2 separate regions of the Pan troglodytes genome follow, and region 1 is linked to region 2. Evidence: chromatin contacts called from public HiChIP or PLAC-seq data. All regions are on one chromosome and are shown on one strand. Each heading gives the region's core, a stretch centred on a gene start, on an enhancer-like site or on the middle of the called end of the contact. The rest is flanking DNA. Distances are from core to core; before and after follow the strand shown.

Region 1 (6,079 bases), core at 823-3,322, 550 kb after region 2:
CAAGCTTAAAAATCACCACTCTGCCTTTCTTCCTAGTTTTTCAACTCATACTTTACCTAGTCTCACATTAATAAATAATTGTAGTTTTTTACAAGTCAGTCACATTTTTGAGATTATCATTAGAATGGACCCAGCAGCTACTGCTTTAAACCTACAGTTTTCATGAAAAGGTAGGAGATTCCACCTAATTACAAAAACACTAACATCAAGACTCATTGAAGTTCTTAGCATACCCTTTGCTTCTTTAACAGTCAAAGTGCCCAAAGTAAGTGTTTCAAATGACAGCCCAAATTCTGAAAAACTGAAATTTGGAGAGAAGGGATTCCTGTTTATATTGTGTACATTTAAAAAGTAAATAGCCTGCATAATGCCACTCAAGTTTTGTTTTTTTCCCAAAATTATCGGTTTGGTATTTCATTTTTCTGGATCATTACAGTTTCAAATTTTAACACTATTAAACAACTTTGACGTTTTCTTGCTATAATTATGAATTTTAAATCTGCTAATACTGGTCATAGTTTAGAAACTAATAAATTCAAACCATGTATAGATTCTGTCAGTATCTTTTTCACATTAAAATGTCCTTATGGAACACCAAAATTACTACAGAACAACTTGAAATCATATTTTATAGCTACTTCCTTAAAATATTCAGTTCCCTTCCCCATCACTTAAGAAAAGAGTCAGTTTGGATCATGATGTAGTGGGTGGAATTAACTATAAAAACAGCTAATATGTATTGAATATTTACCATAAAACAGGCACTGTAATAAATACGATACATGAACCATTACATGTAAAGGTACTGTTATCAGGAAAACATTTTTATCCCCAATTTAGAGACAAGAGAACTGAGGCAGAGAGATTAAATAACTTGCCCAAAATCAAAGATGTAAATGGATGTGACTCTGGGTATGTTCAGATACAAAGCCTAGACTCTTAACCACTATGCTTATGTTATCAAGGTTAAAACACTGTAGTTTACTGCAAAAACAAATTTTTCACTGCTTTAAATTATTCATTAATTCAAAGGTCAACCGGTCACTCCAAATCATATGATAAATGGGGGGGGGGGGGAAATGTGGGACCAATAGGTTTGCTGAAGTTTTGTACCTGCTCAGAATAAACATATCACACAATTTTATTCCATATAGCCAAATATAAGGGTAACTGAGTAAAGATCTTCACTTGGGTACAGCAGTCAGTTCCTTCTCCATCCTAAACCAGAAAGAAAGCACTGTTCTTGGATATGCCACTTCAACAAGAGTGTTTTTTCTCTTCCACCATCAAAGCCTTAAGCAATAGTACGATTCTACCAGTCTACTGTTGCCTGTCTCCAAAGTAGCCCTATTATCCGAGGACGAACACCAGCGTCAAGGACCTGTGTTATTTTTCTGGCTTCGCTTCTCAAAATAACTTATCTTCTCCTCTTGATGAATTACTTGATAGGCTCAAAGACTTGCCTAAACTACTAATTCTTATTATCAAAGCCATTTTCTTTCTCCGCAACCGCCTTTTCAAGTAGCCCTTGGTCCACTCTTCAACGCGATTTGCACCCTGTGGCAAGGCCGCCAGGGACACTCAGCAGGGTTCCCGGCCACGGACCCCAGTTTATCAGCTCAGCGCCTAGTGTGGGCATTCAAGAAATTCTCGTGAATGAATAGCTGGAAGGCAGCGTGGGTGGAGGCGGGAAGAGGGGACTTGAAGGAATTTCACGCAGCTGAGACCACTGCAGCGGCGCCCAGTCTGGCGAGGGAGAGACCGGGGCAAGTGGGAGAACCTGGGGCCAAGGCAGGGGCCGCCTCGGGCGCTGCTGGACCGGCAGGAGCAGTCGATCGCACCCAGAGCTGGGAAAATGCGGGCGCCGTCTCCGCAGGCCCCCGCAGGGCGCTCTCCGGCCTCGACCACAGCCTCCGCCTAGCTCCCTGTCCCCGGCCTTCCGCATACAAGGGGTCCCAGCCGATAAGCCCTCCTTAGCCAATAGCCAACCCGGGACCCACGCTCGCTCACCTGAAGCTCCACCGGCAGCACCGCGCTCCGCATCCGGCGCGAGCTTGGCAACCCAGTGGGTCCGCGGGATCAGCTGATTCATGGAGGGCGGGGCCTCCGGACAGGGCGGGGCTGCAGGGCGACTAGCGAGGGTAAACGAGGGCGCGGGCGGCTCTTGGAATCCGAGCTCCTGGGAATTGTTCTTGGGAGACTGTCGACGGCGTCTGTTGGGGGTCAAAATTACTGAGAATGCGTTAGGCACTGCAGGCTACGTACTTGGGAGCACAGCCTCTCCCTTAGTTTAGGGCGGAGCTATCATTCCTGAGATGCGCTTTGATGATGACGTAGAATAGAGTCGTCCAAGCCTAGCTACCCGAGCGCTTCCATGGTAACAGGCAGTGGTGAAAGTGGTTGGGAGCAGCAGTCGTTTGTTACCACCTCAAACTGCAAGGGCCGGAAGTATAAAAGTAAAAAGGCTGAAATATTTTCAAATTGCCTTTATGGACAGTACCCTAACAGTGGTCGCTTCTCCCCCAAACTCCCGCGAATGACGTCATCGCCTCGCGGCCCCGTTTCGCCATTGTATTCTCAATGTGTAAACTTACTGGTTAGTTGCAACCCCAAAAGATGGGGTGGGATAGGAGAAAATGAAGTGGCCTCTCCAGTGATTCCCGTAGTACTCCCCAATATACAATCAGTAAAATCAGCTTTCTTGTCCCGCGCAGTTTCATAACACTGTTTTTCGCAGCCACAGTCCCACCCCACCCAGCCTGCACTCTCAAGTCCTCCCATGATTTTATGATTTTCCAGGGCTGCCACTCATGTCGCACAGTGGGTGGAAACCTTCTGCTGCTAGGCATTGTGCCATCGCTGGACCTGCAAACATGCAAATATTTAGACCATCAACGACAGATGTGTAGTCGGGTTCTGAAACTCCTATATCCTATTCACCAACACCCTCAACTCAATTTCCTCCCTGATCCTTCGCCCACCTGCAAAACTGTTAGTCTGCAACAGTTCAACCAACCTTGCACACTCCTGCATCGGTGCAGAAAATCACACAACCCTGAAAATTGGCACCACTGCGAACGAAAAGTGTCCAACTTCAGTCGGGACTTCCATGTGCGACTACGCAATATTGCTGAGCCTAAGACAGTCACGTTTACACATTGCTACTCAGATTATCTCCTATTCCCCTCCCCTGCTGTTCCCAGCCCTCACGCTCTTCTAACCTCTTACTGAACTCTACTCACTCACCCGCTTTGGTAAAAATAAAAATAAAAAATTTTGTCTCTTACATCTCTGAGGAAAGTGAGACCACTAGAGGTGAATTTCCTTAAATCCCAAATCCCATCAGCCACTACCACAAAACCTACCTGCAACCAGTTTTGATTTGTTTTGTTTTGTTTACAGGGAGTCTCGATCTGTCGCCCAGGCTGGAGTGCAGTGGCGCGATCTCGGCTCACTGCAACCTCCGCCTCCCAGGTTCAAGCGATTCTCCTGCCTCAGCCTCCCAAATAGCTGGGATTACAGGTGCCCGCCACTACACCCGGCTAATTTTTGTGTTTGTAGTAGAGATGGGATTTCACCATGTTGGCCAGCCTGGTCTCGAACTCCTGACCTCAATTGATCCACGTGCCTCAGCCTCCCAAGGTGCTAGGATTACAGGCGCGAGCCACCGAGCCCGGCTCCTTTTCACCGAGTCCTTTTCTTCTCCCTCTTTCTTCTTAGAAGATCCTGAACTCAGGATCCCTAATCTCCCCAAAGGAAAGACTTTGTTCTGTTGATGAAAAAAGACAAACTTTATAAAATATTTGAAGAGGTTAAATATACTCTGATCGAAACATGAGTAACCATGGCCTGGGACACAGCCTCAAGAAGTCCTGAGAACATGTGCCCAGGGTGGTTGGGTTATAGCTTGGTTTTATACATTTTAGAGAGACAGAAGTTATAGGCAAAGACATAGATCAATACATGGGGGGCCGGTGGTGCTCACAGATTATAGGTGGATTCAGAGACTTTATGATGGGTTGAAAAAGCTAAGCTTTTCCTAAAGAGTTGAAGTTAGCAGAAAGAAATGTTTGAGTTAAAATGAAGGGGGTTATAGAAGCCAAGGTTCTTGTTACGTAGATGAAGCTTCCAGGTAGCATATGTTATAGGACCTTAAAATGTGTCAAGACTCTTGGTTAAATCTCTCCTGGATCAAGAAAAGACCTGAAAAAGGAAAGTGATTCTGTATAAAATGCAAATTCCCCCAACAAGAGACAGCTTTGCAGGGTCATTTCAAAATATGTCAAAGAAATATATTTTGGGGTAAAATATTTTTATTTTCTTCAGGGCCCACTATCTGTCTTGTAATGCTATACCATAGTCAAGTTAGAGTTGGATAATCTTATTGCTACAAGAGTCTATTTTGTCAGTCTTATGATCTCTATTTTCATTTCATGAAAATGGTTTAGACCACTTTAATGCTGGTCTAAACTCCAAAGGGAGAGGATATAATGAGGTATGTCCAACCTGCCTTCCCATCATGGCCTTAACTAGTTTTTAAGGTTTTCTTTAGGATCCCCTTGGCCAAGGAGGGTGGAGGGAGATCTATTCAGTTGGTTGGGGGGGCTAAGAATTTCATTTTTTTATTTACATTTCCATTACTTATCCCTTCTCCTTCATGTATTTTCAACCTCTGCCTGTCTTCTTATTCCTATATACTTACAGTGTATAAACCTGCTATCTATCTCATCTTTAATTTTTTTACTTTCTGCCTTCTTTCCTTTCCAACCTCATTTCCTACCTCTACTTTCTGACTTCCCAGTCTTCCTCACCATTTCCTTAAGTCTACTGAAATCAATAGTCATCTTCTCATTTTGTAATCTAATGGTACCCTCATAGAATGGAAGCATTCTATGCAACCATCTAAAACAAAGAGGATGATCTCTATATACTGATATGGAATGATCTGGAAATTAGGAGATAAGAGAAAAAAGCTAGATGCTAAGTCCTGTCCATAGTAGTCTACCAATTGTGTGTTATGTATGTCTTTTCAGGAGAGAGATAGGTAGGTTGGAAGATAGTGTAAACTGAAGAATCACCTTTCTAAATTTGAGATATACAAATTGTCTCAGATTTAGAAAGGAGACTTCGTGTTTTGTTTTTTTTCTGAGACAGAGTCTTGCTCTGTCACCCAGGCTGGAGTGCAGTGGCTCGATCTCAGCTCACTACAACCTCCGCCTCCCAAGTTCAAGTGATTCTCCTGCCTCAACCTCCCGATTAGCTGGGATTACAGGCACGCGCCACCACACCCAACTAATGTTTGTATTTTCAGTAGAGATGGGGTTTCACCATGCTGGCCAGGCTGGTCTCAAACTCCTGACCTCGTGATCCACCCGTCTCGGCCTCCCAAAGTGCTGAGATTACAGGCGTGAGCCACTGCACCCCGCTGAGACTTCTTTTCTTATAAAGAGTTATAACCTGCAAGGTGGCCATACTGACAGGCTTGGAAGTATAGCCTACAGTAGAGACCATTAGCAGGCATTTTGAAGGAGGAACGATTAAGGCAGGAGCTGAATGGGTTGGCTAAACATACACATTGAACAGATTGAATATTCACTAAGGGGGGTCCTGACACATGTATACTGAATAGCATGCATGTTACATGCACCCCATGTTCACTTTGGGATAGAGACTTAACATTAATTGCATTACATAATTATAATATCATTTTGATATAGAGGGCAATTATAATTATGTAATGCATTTAATGTTGAAGGTGAAGCAGGAATACAAAGGCACTTAAGTGCTCAGCCACTGTGAACTAGCCAGAACCAGTCCATGGCCGGTGGTCTCTTATCAGGAGAAAGTTACTGAAATCAGTGTCTTGTCCAATCAAAGCTATAGTTATGGCTTGTGGGACAGAGGCTCAGTTAGTCAGCGTCTGGTGGTAAATGAGCTGCAATTGTTTTAATATTGCTTATCTCAATGCCAGCACTTGTTTAGCTGCTAGGAAAAAAAAAAAAAAGAAAGAAAGAAACCTTTGGCAGTTAGAACATAGCTCATTCATTCATTCATCTTTGAGACAGGATCTTACTCTGAC
Region 2 (6,408 bases), core at 2,390-4,889:
GCCTGGGCAACAGAACATATAGATCTGCTTGATCCTTTTCATGACTGCTACAGCTCCATTGAATGTATGGATCATCAGTGCTCCAACTAGCACCTTAGTGATGGGCATTTAGGGATCACAAACTTCATAAGGGCAGAAACAATATCTTACCCATCCTCTGTTTCTGATATGGTTTGGATGTGTGTCCCTGCCCAAATCACACGTCAAGGTAATCCCCCATGTCAGAGGTGGGGCCTGGTGGAGGTTATTGGATCATGGGGATGGATCCTTCATGAATGGGTTAGCACCATCCCTTTGGTGCTGTTCTTGTGATAGAGCTCTCATGAGATCTGGTTGTTTAAATGTGTGTGGCACCTCCCCACTCTCTTGGTCAAGTTCCTGCCATGTAAGATGCTGGCCCTTGCTTTGCCTTCTGCCATGAATAAAAGCTCTCTGAGGCTTCCCCAGAAGCAGATGCCACTATGCTTCCTGTACAGCCTATGGAACTGTGAGCCAATTAAACCTCTTTTCCTTATGAATTATCCAGTCTTAGGTATTTCTTTGTAACAGTGTGAGGATGAGCTAATACAGTTTCCTACACTGTAACCTAAGGCAATGCTTTGCACAAAGGGATGAACCGGATTGCTTAGTAATTAAAACACAAATACAAACCACAAGCATATCCATTCATGAATTGGGGGACAGCTTTTATTTGATTCTGAGTTCTGATACCTGCTGCTTTGCTTTGTTAAAAATGTGCTAGTTCTCATTCAGCTTCCTATCAGTCATACCACCAACCAACATGTATAACATGTACAATCTGCCAGGTCAGGAGGAAACTTATGGATACAAGAAATGTCCCTCCCTTCTAGGAAATGATAATCTGCTTTGGGAGAGAAGGCAGGTACTTTTTGGCAAAAGTGACATAATAAAATAATCAAAAAAAGATGGATTTTTTTTCTTTTTTGAGATGGAGTCTCGCTCTGTCACCCAGGCTGGAGTGCAGTGGCGCGATCTCGGCTCACTGCAACATCTGCCTCCCAGGTTCAAGCGATTCTCCTGTCTCAGGCTCCCGAGTAGCTGGGACTACAGGCACCCACCACCACGCCCGGCTAATATTTTGTATTAGTAGAGACGGGGTTTCACTGTGTTAGCCAGGATGGTCTCGATCTCCTGACCTTGTGATCCGCCTGCTTCGGCCTCCCAAAGTGCTGGGATTACAAACGTGAGCCACTGCACCAGGCGAAAAGATGGATTTTTTAAAAAAGGTGTTAGGATAATCAGGTCCCCACCTGCAAGAAAGTAAAGTTAGAAGCCCACCTCAGACCATGCATACCAGCACAAAAATGCCAAATGGCTTAAAGATATAAATGTTAAAACAAGTCTAGAAAGGTATTAAAAGAAAATATAGAAAATACAGCACCAGCAAAAATTTCCCTACACAAGATGTAAAAGCCAGAAGTCATAAAGGAAAAGGTTGATAAATTAGAATAGATAAAAATGTAAAACTTCTGTATAGTATAAGACACAAAGAATGAATTTAAAGACATACAATGAAGGTTAGGAAGATGAAGATGTTTTGGCGATGAGTGGTGGTTACACATCAGTATTAATGTACTTAATGTTACTGAACTGTACACTTAAAATGATGAAAATGGTAACTTTTATGTTATGTGTACTTCATCACATAAAAAAAGACATGAAATGAATCGGGGAAAATATTTGCTACATAACTAAGAATGAAGGCCCTTAATAAAATCTGTAAAACTATACACACTTTTAGGAATGAATCAACAAATAATTTCTATGAATTAGAAAAAAGTGACAATCCAACTAAAAAATGAATAAGGGATATAAGCAATGTGTTTCACAGAAAAAATAAAAATTGACAATGAAGTTATGAAAAAATGTTCAATCTCCTTAGAAATTGCACAAAACAAACTTAAACAATGAGACATTACCCCTAAGATTAGTAAATGTTAAAGAAAAATAATAATTGGTGAGGGTGTGGGGAAGTGGGCACTTAAACCTACGTTTGGAAATATAAATTGGTGCAACCTTATAGGGAGAGCAATTTCACAACATTTTTCAAAGACTTAAATGCACAACCCTATGGCAGAGCAATTTATTCCTCTTCCAGGATTTTTTTTCCTTCAAAAACAGTGATGTGGATGAAAAACACATGTTCACTACTGCACAGGGTATAACAGCTGAAAACTGGAAACGATAATACTCACATTCCCTTCAATAGGGGAATGGTTAAATAAATTTTACAAGCTATCTGATAGATACTAGGCATGAGCTAAAAGTTAGGGTCCACTTAGAGATGGAAAGCACACCAGTAATTTGAAAGGGAAAATGTAATATGAAGAATTATTAACTAGTAAAAGAAGGCTAACTGCTAAAGGTACAAGAGCACTCAAGCTGTCTGCAGTCAGCAAGCCCCGGCTGGTGAGCAGAAAGCTGCCCGCTGGGAGGCTGCCAAAGTTCCCTGAAGGTGAGCACCACTGGTTCTACAAGCTGCTGGCAGTCATGGCGTTAAGAGCAGGAAGAGAAGCACCAGAACCCGGAAGAGAAATCCAGTCCTCTGCTAGGCCTTGCACCGTCCCTCTGGCGCCCTCTACTGACAAAGCCAGTAAAATTGTGCCGCTGGCAAAGGAGATCTTTTTATGGGATGTAGCTTGGTGTCACCAAACAGAACAGAGTGGAATTGGAGCTCAGATGCAACACAATGATTGATACTGGCACAGTATACTTACCCTGCTTTTGTAAACAAAATGGTATATGTGATGTCTCTCTTTCTCTCTCTGTATATAAAACAATATTTGTTTCTACTTATTATGTATTTATGTCTTTACTCTGCATGCCAGGAGCTAAGTATTTTGCATGTATTAACTCATTTTGTTCTCATAATAACCTTCACATGCAGGAATCATTATAGCTACTTTATGAATGAGCCGAGGAAGGCACTGAGACGTTAAGTAACTTGCCCAAGGTCACGCAGCTAGTAAGTGGCAGAGCAAGAATTACTATGGCTTTATAAGCCTAGAAAAAAGTCTGAAAGAATCAAAATGTTAACAGCGGGGACCTCAAGGAAGCATTGAAGAGGCCATGGGAGAAGTTTTCACTTTGTAAAAAAATCAGTCCTTCAAATAAATAAATACAGTGAGGCTTCCCCAGAAGCGGATGTCACTATGCTTCCTGTGCAGCCTGTGGAACTGTGAGCCAGTTAAACCTCTTTTCTTTATAAATTATCCAGTCTTAGGTATTTCTTTATAACAGTGCTAGGATGAGCTGATACAGTTTCCTACACTGTAACCTAAGGCAATGCTTTGCACAAAGGGATGAGCCAGATTGCTTAGTAATTAAAATGCAAATACAAACCACAAGCATATCCATTCATGAATTGGGGGGCTGCTTTGTGTGCATAGATAAGGTATATTTTTTAAAAAAATTATTTTTCCAAGAAGAAAATAAACCAGTTAATAAACGACAACTCACAGTGCCAGGAAGTGAGAAACAAGTGTGTGATAAACGGTGGAGAATGGGAGCACTCTCCGCAGTGGGCGGGAGGAGACGGGGAGGGCGTTCCCTGGGGAGTGGCAGTGGTTGGAGCAAAGGTTTGGAGGAGGTAAGTCATGTGCTCTGAGTTTTTGGTTTCTGTTTCACCTTGTGTCTGAGCTGGTCTGAAGGCTGGTTGTTCAGACTGAGCTTCCTGCCTGCCTGTACCCCGCCAACAGCTTCAGAAGAAGGTGACTGGTGGCTGCCTGAGGAATACCAGTGGGCAAGAGAATTAGCATTTCTGGAGCATCTGCTGTCTGTGAGATTAAGCACTATGTATATTGCTTTATTCACTCCCCACAGCAACCTTACCAAGCAGTTCTTTTCCACGTGAAAAGATGGAGGCTGGGTGGAGCAAAAGGAGGTGTTTAGAGTCCTCAGCAAGTGAGAGGCAGAGCTGGGATTTGAATCCAGATCTGCCTGATACTGAAGTCTGGGCCGGTTCCACCTCTCCAGACTGCTTTCCAGGGAGTAGAAGACAGATATTTTACCTTAGCTGGCTGCTTCTAGAAGTCTGACCCTGCTGACTCAAAACGACTTTAGTTCCTTGCCCAGAGGCTGTGGGCTGCGGGTCAAGACATCAGTAGAAGGAGGGCCCAGCCAGAGAGGCTGACATGGGCTTCTACTCACCGTCATTTCTCCTTCCTTCCAGGAGCAGCCCCTGGGTGCGTCCACTTTCTGGGCACGTGAGGTTGGGCCTTGGCCGCCTGAGCCCTTGAGTTGGTCACTTGAACCTTGGGAATATTGAGGTAAGCCTGGAATTTCCAGAGGAGATTTGGGGGAAAGAGAAGTGGTGAACGCTATTACTGTTCCCTATCTAGACACCAGTGGGCCGAGTGGAGCAGATGCCAGTTGGGACCTTCCTGCCCTCTCTTTGGTTATTAATCCATTATTGTTCCCTGTACACTGGTATGAGTGGATGGGGGAAGTATTTAGCCAAGTTTTTGAGACCTGTACTCTGAGCTAAAATGCATTGTCTTCCTATAGTGCGGGACCCCACAACTGTGGAGGAGCCGCAGGGGATACTGGGTAGTACGCAGACATTATGCACTAAACGACAATGGCTCACATAGTGAAAAGTTATTCTTTTTTATTTTTTTTTGAGAGGGAGTCTTGCTCTGTCGCCTAGCCTGGAGTGCAGTGGCGCGATCTCAGCTCACTGCAATCTCCGCCTCCCGGGTTCAGGTGATTCTCGTGTCTCAGCCTCCTGAGTAGCTGGGATTACAGGCACCTGCTTCCATGCCTGGCTAATTTTTTTTTTTTTTTTTTTTTTTTTTTTTTGTATTTTTAGTAGAGATGGGGGGGGTCTCACCATGTTGGCCAGGCTGGTCTCAAACTTCTGGCCCCAAGTGATCTACCCACCTTGGCCTCCCAAAGTGCTGGGATTACAGGCGTGAGCCACTGCACCCGGCTGATTTCACATTTTTAGATAATATGACCACATTATAAAAATTTTTGTATTTTTATATAATGTGACCACTAGATGAAAGCAATATACTTAGGATTTTATTTCTTGGTTAAGTTCCTACTTATTATGAATTTACTCTGCATGCCAGGAGTTCTAAGAATTTGCATGTATTAACTCTTTTGATTCTCATAATAACCTTCACATGCAGGAGTCACTATTACAGTGACTGTATGAATGAGGAAAGAAAGGCACTAACATAATTGATTTTATGTTACTTAGGTCAAGATTTTATGTTATTTAGGTCAAGGTTAATTGTGTTGTTCAAATCTTGTATAACTCTACCGCTTGTCTGTCTTTCTTACCCATTATCGAGAAGGGAACATAAAAATCTTACACTATGACTGTAGATTGTCAATTTCTCATTTTAAATTAGGATCATTTTTCCTTTATGTCTGCCTTATGTGATATTAGTATAATGATATCAGTTGGTACATCTTTTTCCATCCTTATACTTTCAGTGTTTCGGTGTTCTTATACTTGAAATGTGTCTGCCGTAAGTGGTGTATTGTTCAAGTTTTTCTTTTATTATAGAAAAATGTATTCTGGAAGGTACTTTTCTTAAAATTACAGTATTTAGTCCATTTTCATTTAATGTAATTGTCAATATAATTGGGCTAAAATCTACTATATTTCCAGTTGTTTTTTATTTGTGACGTCAATTCAGTTTTCTCTACTTTCTTGATTTCTTTTAGACTAATTAAGTGATTTTAGAAAGTTCACCTTACTCCTTTATTAGCTTGTTAATTATGCATGCTTTTAGTATTCTCTTAGTAATTGCACTTGAGTTGTACTACCTAATAGTGCAGCCACATGTTGTTTAAAACAGCTTTACTGAGATATGATTGATATACAACAAATGGCATATAAAGTATATAATTTGATAAATTTTGACATATGTATGACATATATGACAGTCATATAGACACACTCATATATATATTCATGTGCCATTTCAGTCAATGACTGACCACATATATGATGGTGGTCTCATAAGATTATAATACTGTATTTTTACTGTACCATTTCTATGTTTAGACATATTTAGATATGCAAATACTTACTATTGTGTTACAATTGCCTACAATATTCAATACAGTAACATGCTTTGTAGGTCTGCATCTTAGGAGTAATAGTCTAGACCATATAGCCTAGGTGTGTAGTAGGCTATACCATCTAGGTTTTGCATAAGTACATTCTATGATGTTGGCATAATGACGAAATCACTGACGATGCTTTTCTCGGAACTTATGCTTGTCATTAAGTGAAGTATGGCTGTATATATTATGGGTGGAACTATCACTGCAGTCAGGATAATGAACATATATATTACCTCCAAAATATTTCGTATGCCCTCTTGAATCCTGTCCTCCGGCCCCTCCCCACCCCTGCTCCTTTTAGGC

Evidence for each region. HiChIP or PLAC-seq counts read pairs in DNA pulled down with a chosen protein or histone mark.
Region 1: a contact with region 2 is called in an H3K4me3 HiChIP or PLAC-seq map of stem cell-derived excitatory neurons, with 5 times the contacts expected there. The contact joins the promoter of ALS2 here to the promoter of CASP8 in region 2. A contact is called at or near these places in 1 of 7 Hi-C or Micro-C datasets (stem cell-derived neural progenitor cells) and 1 of 1 datasets of contacts at active chromatin or transcription factors (stem cell-derived excitatory neurons).

The regions. Positions count from the first base shown.
Region 1 is chr13:103,809,758-103,815,836 of NHGRI_mPanTro3-v2.0_pri, forward strand. It overlaps ALS2 (alsin Rho guanine nucleotide exchange factor ALS2), which reads right to left and starts at 2,073. Exons shown (of 34, transcript NM_001079920.1): 1 at 2,011-2,073.
Region 2 is chr13:103,261,968-103,268,375 of NHGRI_mPanTro3-v2.0_pri, forward strand. It overlaps CASP8 (caspase 8), which reads left to right and starts at 3,640. Exons shown (of 10, transcript XR_010150205.1): 1 at 3,640-3,799; 2 at 4,193-4,289.